3 separate regions of the Mus musculus genome follow, and regions 2 and 3 are each linked to region 1. Evidence: chromatin contacts called from public HiChIP or PLAC-seq data. All regions are on one chromosome and are shown on one strand. The core of a region is the stretch at or near the end of the contact, and the rest is flanking DNA. Distances in the headings are between cores, read along the strand shown. Region 1 overlaps Gm39606 (a long non-coding RNA gene). Region 2 has its middle 11 kb from the start of Gm39608. Region 3 has its middle 9.1 kb from the start of Gm22807.

What was found. HiChIP or PLAC-seq counts read pairs in DNA pulled down with a chosen protein or histone mark.
Region 2: a FOXA1 HiChIP or PLAC-seq map of pancreatic cancer cells shows a contact between it and region 1. The contact joins two enhancer-like sites. A contact is called at or near these places in 2 of 15 datasets of contacts at CTCF or cohesin (the NIH/3T3 cell line and embryonic stem cells), 2 of 484 Hi-C or Micro-C datasets (the C2C12 cell line and the N1E-115 cell line) and 9 of 115 datasets of contacts at active chromatin or transcription factors (bone marrow-derived macrophages, embryonic forebrain, embryonic midbrain and 4 more).
Region 3: a contact with region 1 is called in a FOXA1 HiChIP or PLAC-seq map of pancreatic cancer cells. The contact joins two enhancer-like sites. A contact is called at or near these places in 5 of 115 datasets of contacts at active chromatin or transcription factors (astrocytes, bone marrow-derived macrophages, cardiomyocytes and 2 more).

Annotation. Positions count from the first base shown.
Region 1 is chr11:20,454,800-20,457,312 of GRCm38.p6, forward strand. Gm39606 (a long non-coding RNA gene) reads left to right here. Exons shown (of 2, transcript XR_872284.2): 2 at 1-1,236. Among named protein-coding and RNA genes, the nearest start is that of Gm39606, 3.0 kb to the left of the region's middle. Within about 2 kb of position 1,257, at least 50 of the 459 cell types and tissues checked have an H3K27ac peak or open chromatin away from gene starts, as enhancers often do. A contact at or near this core is called in pancreatic cancer cells, where this site is marked.
Region 2 is chr11:20,885,998-20,888,510 of GRCm38.p6, forward strand. No RefSeq gene overlaps it. Among named protein-coding and RNA genes, the nearest start is that of Gm39608, 11 kb to the right of the region's middle. Within about 2 kb of position 1,259, at least 32 of the 459 cell types and tissues checked have an H3K27ac peak or open chromatin away from gene starts, as enhancers often do. A contact at or near this core is called in pancreatic cancer cells, where this site is marked.
Region 3 is chr11:20,855,677-20,858,189 of GRCm38.p6, forward strand. No RefSeq gene overlaps it. Among named protein-coding and RNA genes, the nearest start is that of Gm22807, 9.1 kb to the left of the region's middle. Within about 2 kb of position 1,260, at least 17 of the 459 cell types and tissues checked have an H3K27ac peak or open chromatin away from gene starts, as enhancers often do. A contact at or near this core is called in pancreatic cancer cells, where this site is marked.

The DNA.
Region 1 (2,513 bases), core at 7-2,506:
AACAAACAAACAAACAAACAAACAAATAAATAACATCAAACTGTAGGTAACGGGTGGCACTGTGTCGGGAAGATTTCAGGGATTCATTGAAAATGGAAGGAGGAGCCCTGAAGGATGGCCCAACACTTAGGAGGCAGAAGCAGGTAGATCTCTGAGTTTGGGGCCATTTGGTGTTCTAGGACAGCCAGAGCTAAACACAGAAAGCCTGTCTTTATGAAGACCCCTTTCCTTTGTCCTTGGCGTTTCTCAGAACTTACTGGACACTTTCACTCCCTTCCCCAAGCTGTTGCAGTTTCTCCAAAAGCTTCAGGTTCCCCTGGCTCTGGCGCACAGCTCTCAGGCGTGCAGGGATTGCAAGGCCACGCTCTGCCTCCAGAGGGCGCTGCGCCGCCGCCTGGGGGAGCGACTGACCAGGGATATTGCAAGTGTGTTTGTATGTGTTCTTTAAATACGGCGCCTGCATCCCGGGCCCCTTCCCGATTACGTTTCTTATCCTGCTCGCATCTGTCTAGTGGAGAATTTAGCCGAGCCTGAGATGAGGCTAACTTCAGCGCAGGTGGGACGAGCAGGGTTTATGCAACAATGCAGAGCGGTTCCAGAACGCCCCCGGCTAGGGTGTCCCAGACCGAGTAGTACCAACAACCATAGGGAGGACCCTGTGGGGATCGCGACCCCAGAGCCTCACGGCTCGAAAGTCATAGAGACCTCAAGACCCAATGGCCTCTGGAAGCTCTCTGGAGATACCTTGGGAGTTTCCAATTGATAACTTGTTTCAGTTCTTAAAATAAAAACAAAGCCGGGCGTGGTGACGCTTGCCTTTAAACTCCGGAGGCAGAAGCAGGTAGATCGCGGAGTTTCAGGCCAGCCTGGTCTACGCAGCGAATTCCAACACAGCCAGGGCTACACAGAGAACCCCTGTCTCAGGTGCTCAGGCATGGGGACTGGAGGTTGGGGGTACGACCCCAAACCTAAGTAGCCCAGGGAGATGTCTCAGTCACTATTCCCCAGCAGGAAGCTGCGACACTTGGAGCCTTTGGGATTGGCAGAGTTAAAATCATATAACCCAGGATGCCGTGGACTCTTTTTTTTTTTTTCCAACCCCGACGACGATGGAATTTGGAATTGGGTAGAGGGGGCTGGGAAGGCAAGAAGCTGTGATCGGGATGCATCCTTAGGGTGGGGGTCTGGAGAAGTCGGTGTTCGGTCACTGGGTGAATAATAAAAGATGCAGCCCTGCCTGTGAGCAGTTTGTGTGATGTGTTCCGGAAAGATCTAAGTGTGGCAGAGGGTGAGAGCTGAGAGTTAGCAGGCTAACCCGTGTGTAAGAGTGCCTTCTGCGCGTTCAGCAATCCCTTAATTACCTAGGGAGACCTTCCGAAACAGGAACTCAATATTGGTCCCTAAAAGGTTGGGTAATGGGTTTTCCTTACTTCTGAAATCCAAGGGGATCAATCACTGATTCCCCATGGTTCCCAGACTCTTCTGGATGTCTTTGTCTTCTAAAAATCCTAGGCTCCCACGAGAAAGCACTTAGTTAAGGATGCAGAGATGCTGTGTACCCCTCAACCTATTAATCATCCTGAAACCTTTGCTAGGAATTTCCTGCTCCTTGATCCGACCTCCTCAGCAGCGCGGCTAACTCAGACCTGGGGAGGAATGCTTAGAATTGCTCTCGCCTGTCCATCTTCTATTTACCCCGCCCAGTCTTCTGTTCACAGCCAACCCCTGGGAAGCAGGGAACTCTCTGGCTTCCCTCTCCGGTCCTGCAGTAGCCATCCTGAGATGGCACCATCTTCACAAATTGGGTTTCTGTGTTCCTTCTCCAGTGAGTGCTTATATCAAATTCAGTGCGTGCTCAGAGTGCACCAGGCCGTCTGATTGCAGCCGGCCAACACCCACCTTTTTTATCGGATGGAGCTCAGAACCTCATACAGGCTAGGAAGGCACTCTACCAGTGTGCTACAGTCCAAGCCTAGTATTTAAAAAACGTTTGTGTATGTCAGCAGTTCTCAACCTGTGTGCCGTGACCTCTTTAAGGGTCGAATATCAGATACCCCACATATCAGAAATTTACGTTACAGTTCATAACAGCAGCAAACTTAGAGTTATTGTATGGTTGGGGGTCACCACAACATGAGGGACTGTATTAAAGGTTGAAGCACGGGGGAGATTGAGAACCACTGGTGTGTGTACATATATATTTAAATGTGTGGGTATGTGGTGTCTGTGTGTTCGTGTGGGTACACATGCATGTGTGTAAGTACCTGAGGAGACCAGATCAGTGTCCTCCTCCATCACTGTCCACTGGAGACACGGCTCCTGTGAGTATCACTATGAATTGTCAACTTGACAGAACTTGGATGGAATCACCTGGCATACCTTAGAGGGTGTCTTGATTGACATGGAAGATTTTGTGGTTCCCTGGGCTTGGGTCCTGGACTACATAAACAGGAGGGAGCTATCTAATCCTGAATATCCATTCCTCTCTTTTTGCTGACTGCAAAGCAATGGGC
Region 2 (2,513 bases), core at 9-2,508, 430 kb after region 1:
GGTGTTGGTTCGCCTTGCCTTCTTTATTAATTATTGTTTGTCATGACTTTGTAGAGAGGAATGTACCAAAAACTTCTTGTGATATTCCAGCAGCCTCTTGCCACTTCCTCAGATCTAGGGCCAATTGGCAGAGCCTTGTGGTTTCTACTGAACCAAGCTGCCATTGCTGGTGTTTGCAAGTGGATCAAGCTACTGCTGCTGATTCCTGTGAACTGAACTGCTGGTATCCTGACAGTAAAGATTGGAATCGCCCCAAGACAATTTCTAAACAGGTCTACATCCCCCTTTTGCCCTACTAACCTGTCCTTTCCACTGCCTCTGGTGGGTGGTGGACTAGAAAGGAGGTTAAAGCATTTAAGAACTCTGATTAAAGTAGGTTTTGAAAAATCTAAGCTTACAATGAATAAATGAACACTTGAAGTACTCATGAGAAGGCTGGAGAATACTACCCCCAGGGCAGCTCTGCACTCTTGCTTTTCTGCCCTTCTGCAGGAAGAAGAGACCATTGTCTCCACCGCCCCTGCTGGGTGGGAATACAGAAGACTCATGGGTTGTTTGAATTTCACTCTGAGGTCAGCTTAATGACTTATCTATTTGTTCTTACCCCACCTCATTCCTTAAAGGATTAGATGTGGATCATAGTGCATTAGTGAAACACAAAGATAGAATATCATTAGGTGAGGGAAAGGGCCAATCAGGATAGATTGCCCAGAATTCAAAGTCACCTATGCCTGACATGTTTGCTTGACACTCAGTTTGCAGGCAGCCCAAAGTAGAAGACACAAAACTTCCTGTGAAACTGGATGAAGGAGAGTGGGACTGTGGCTGTGGGCAGTTACTGTGTCTCTCCAGACGGCTGGGTGTGGACCCAGTCTTATGGCATATTGGTGCAAAGAGTGGGGGAGGGTCAGAAGGAAGTCTGGAGGACTTGCTTTGAGAATCTAACGCCAAGTGGCTATATTTCTTATTGTATCCTGTTCTTCACACTGGACCAGTTGATGACAGTCCCCCCTCACCTTCCTATGGGAGCTCCGTCATACTCTCCGCTTACCAGGTCAGTTGGAGACACTCTCGCTGTTTGGTTTTGTTTGGTTTTCATGTGTCTGACCTAATCTCCTGCTGAGGTCCCCACTCAACTCCAGTTGACTCATCACTTGTGAACATGGCAGGCAGTGAGAGCCCAGTTCATATTCGGGCCCTTTACACACAGACAGCCATTGTTCCAGGAGTGGAGTTACTCACCAGGGCCTGCTGAGGTGGCATATCTGGAAAGGTGGATTTGGCATTCAGCCATCAGGTGGCTGTGCCAGCTTTGTTCCCTGGACTCTGGCTTACTTTAGCTGCCCCTCCCAACCAGGGATGCCACACCAAACAAGGATCCCACCCCTTAAAAAGCCAGTCATCTCTTTCCAGCAAGGAGGGGGAGCCCAGCTGTCAGAATACTCTGTATTTCTACTTCATAGAAATCTCAAGATGTTAATAAAACAGATAGAAGTGTGTGTGGGTGTAGGTGTGTGTGGGGGGTGTCAAAGCTTTGGGTATACATGGTGTTGACTAGATTCTCACTGGTACAGGGTGAGATGGTACCAGTGACAGTGGGTACCCTGTGACCTATGTGCTTCCCAACAACATGACAGTCAAGGAAATCCCCTCACATCTTTGACAGGATCTAGTTTGTTGTATTGTTTCCTGGGAGTGGCCTTGCTCATCTCTTTGAAGGTTTTAGAGGTCATGGTCTCCCAGGCTGTTCTCAAGCCTTTCGGGATAAGGGGTTCTGAGGCATGAATAGGATCTATTTTTCTGAATCTTCCTTTGGGCCCTCTCCTAGAGTCCTGGGTGGTGGGAGTGTTTGAAAGGCAAGGGGACAGGACACATAGAAGGATATCCCAGTCCATGCTCAGTTAGAATGTGGTGATGTCTCATGATGTCAGCTGAGTATGGCAAGCATGGAATCCCAGCACTTGGGAGCCAGAGGCAGAATCAAGAATTCGGGGTCATCCTCAGTTACACAGTGAGTTTGAAGCCAGCTTGGGCTACATGTCTCAAAACAGAACAAAATACCTGCGCACACACACACACACACACACACACACACACCCCAAACAACCACCACCAACGCCTGACCATGTTTTCGGAACACCATGACTACAGACTAGGTGAAACTAAAAGAAAAGACAAAAATCAAAAGACTTTAGGAGGGCAAGGTGAGTTAAAGAGATGACTCGATAGTTAAGAGCCATTGCTGCTCTTGTACAGGGCCAAGGTTCGGTTCTAGTACCCACTTGGCAGCTCACAACCATTTGTAACTCCAGTTCCAGGGGATCCAATGCCCTCTTCTAGCCTCCATGAGGACCAGGTATGCATGTAGTACACAAACATACATGCAGGCAAAACATTCAGACACATAACGTTGTGGGGAAAATTAAAGATATTTTCAGGGCTAGAAAGATGGTTAGGGATTAAGAGCACTTGTTGCTCTTCGAGAGGATCCAAGTTCAATTCTCAGCAGCCAC
Region 3 (2,513 bases), core at 10-2,509, 400 kb after region 1:
TCAGTTCTTTGAGAGAGCAGATAGCCGCCTTTTCTAGTGTGTTTGAAGTGTGCTTTTCTGAGCTATTCATAGTAAAGCTCCTTGCAGCTTCACGACTCATTGCTGGTAATGCCCCGTGCACTCTGAGGACTGTAGCTAAACCTAGACAGTCTTTTATAAAGGTTTCTTTCATATCTGTGCTCTAAGAGTTAGAAGAATTTTCCCATTAAAATGTGTTGGCTTCATGCATCTTAATCCTCTCCTGGACTCGCTTCAGTGCCAAGCCCCTGGTCTACACTCACTGTGATATCCCTTCTGTGCCTGCAGAGAAGGGCCTCGTGGGAGCTGGCAGAGTGGGCTCTCATGCCCTTCCCATCCCAACATGGACCACAAACTCACATCTAATATGTCTTTAATCAGCTTCTCCTCAGCTGGGTCCCCCAAATTCCTATCCTCAGTCCAGGAGGGCCTTACTGTGGCAGAAGCATGATGCCTGGGGACAGCAAGTGGAGAGAGAATGAGATCAACTTTCTCTCAACATATGTATGTGTCTATATTATACATGTGATGTATATGCATATATTTTCCACGGGAGAACTGTGATGTGTCCCAGGGCCCTGGACCTTAGGCACCATTGCCTTCACAGTAATCTGTGTCTTTCTCTGATGGTGGAGCTGAGATTAGAGCTGGCTGTGACAGTCACAGGGATGGGATTCTTTGTCTCTGAGTCAGAGGGCTTTGAAAAAGGTTTGTGTAGACATCTCCAGGGCAAAGTACCACGCCCATGGTGGTGGGACAGTGGTAGCTGGTATTCCTTCCCTCTCCCACCAAGGAATGATGTTCCCCAGCTTGTTATCCTCACCTCCGTCACAGCCGCTTGTGAATGGTGGGCGCCCATCCCTTCAGGAGTACATGAGAAGGACTGCTAGGTGGTCCCTGGAAAGAGCTGAGAAACAGAAGCACTTCCTTGATTTAAGGGAAAGTCAGCGGAGACACACAGAGAACATGGCTGATGGGGTGTGTCCGAACAGGACAGCAGGGACCAGCAAGCAGGGGCTCACTGGAGCTTGAGAGGGTAGAATTGGGTGCTGAGGGTTCCTGTTTGATCGACAGGTGGGAGACACCTGGAAATGACCTCAAGCAAGTACATACCCAGGAATATAGTTATGTCCAGTGGAATGAGAATGCATGTGGATTTGAATTTGTTTTATAGGTGTGTGTTTGTGTCCCGATCTGATTCATAGTTCCTGCATACTTATGCTTATTCCAGGATAAAGTCCAAACTTCCAAGAAAACATTGGAGGCACATTGAGTCCAAGACTCAGCACAGTCTCCTTTCTACATCCTCTGAACCTCTAGTGCCTAGCCACCAGTTAGACACCACCCCACCCCCACACTGGGACTCCCAGCAGCATCAGTAGCTGGCCACCCCACCCCCACACTGGGACCCCCAGCAGCATCAGTAGCCGGCCTTTATTGGCCAGTATGTTGCCCTTTATTGCTTCTCTGTCTTTTGTACAGGCTGCTGAACTCTGCTAGTCTTAGCACCTCTGCTTGCTGGTAGCCTTGGAAAATCCTATTTAATCATCACAAATTCACTCACTGCCTCTTCAGACCTGAGCTCTGATGCAGGACAAGGCAGGGCCCAGCACTGCTTAACCACCACTGATGGGCACTGAGGCCCACCTCATCTGGGCCTGCCTGAGAACGCCTGTCTCTCTGGTCCCTCAGTGAGAGAGAGCCCCTCTCAGGTTTGTGCTGTACACGGTGCTACCCATTGCAGCCCTCAAGTCCACGTCCTGTGTAAGGTCTGGTTGCACTCATGGAATGGTTGTTGCATGAATAAACGTATGTGTGGCTGCTGAGGTGGCTCAGTGGCAGAAAGCACTTGTGTGGAAATCTGATGACTTAAGTTCTATAGAACCCACTGTGGAAGAAAACTGACTCTCAAAGGTTGTTCCTTCAAACCTTCAAACTTGTGTTGTGGCATGCACATGCATACACATGCACACACACAAACACACACACACACCACACACACACACACACACACACACACACACACACACACAGAGATTATGCAAACAATAATAAATAAAATTTTGAAAATTAAAAATAAATGTATGTGCATGGATCCTATGCACAAAACAGATAAACTGGAAACGGAGAAATCAACAAGAAAGCATTGGAGGCACTGTTCAAGAAACAGTCACCAGACTAGTGGTTAAGTCTGCGCAGGGACCCCCAGCACACAGGGTAGATCTACAGGGGAGCTGGATTTTGCTTTTGCAAACCTGTGCTTTCTTGAGGAAAACAATAGTAGTTTATTTTTGTGTTCTTCCCACTGGGTTCATGCTTATGGGTGATATGTGCTTAGAATGGGGTCACAGCCCCTGCTAGAGCAACTGTACTAGGAACTGGAGGCTCAGGGCCTCCCACAGTCCCAGGGAAATCCCTGTCTGCCCGCCCGCCTGAGTGACTGCCTGCCAGCCTGTGTGCCTGTTTCATGGAGTAGAGCGGAAGCAGACGGAAAA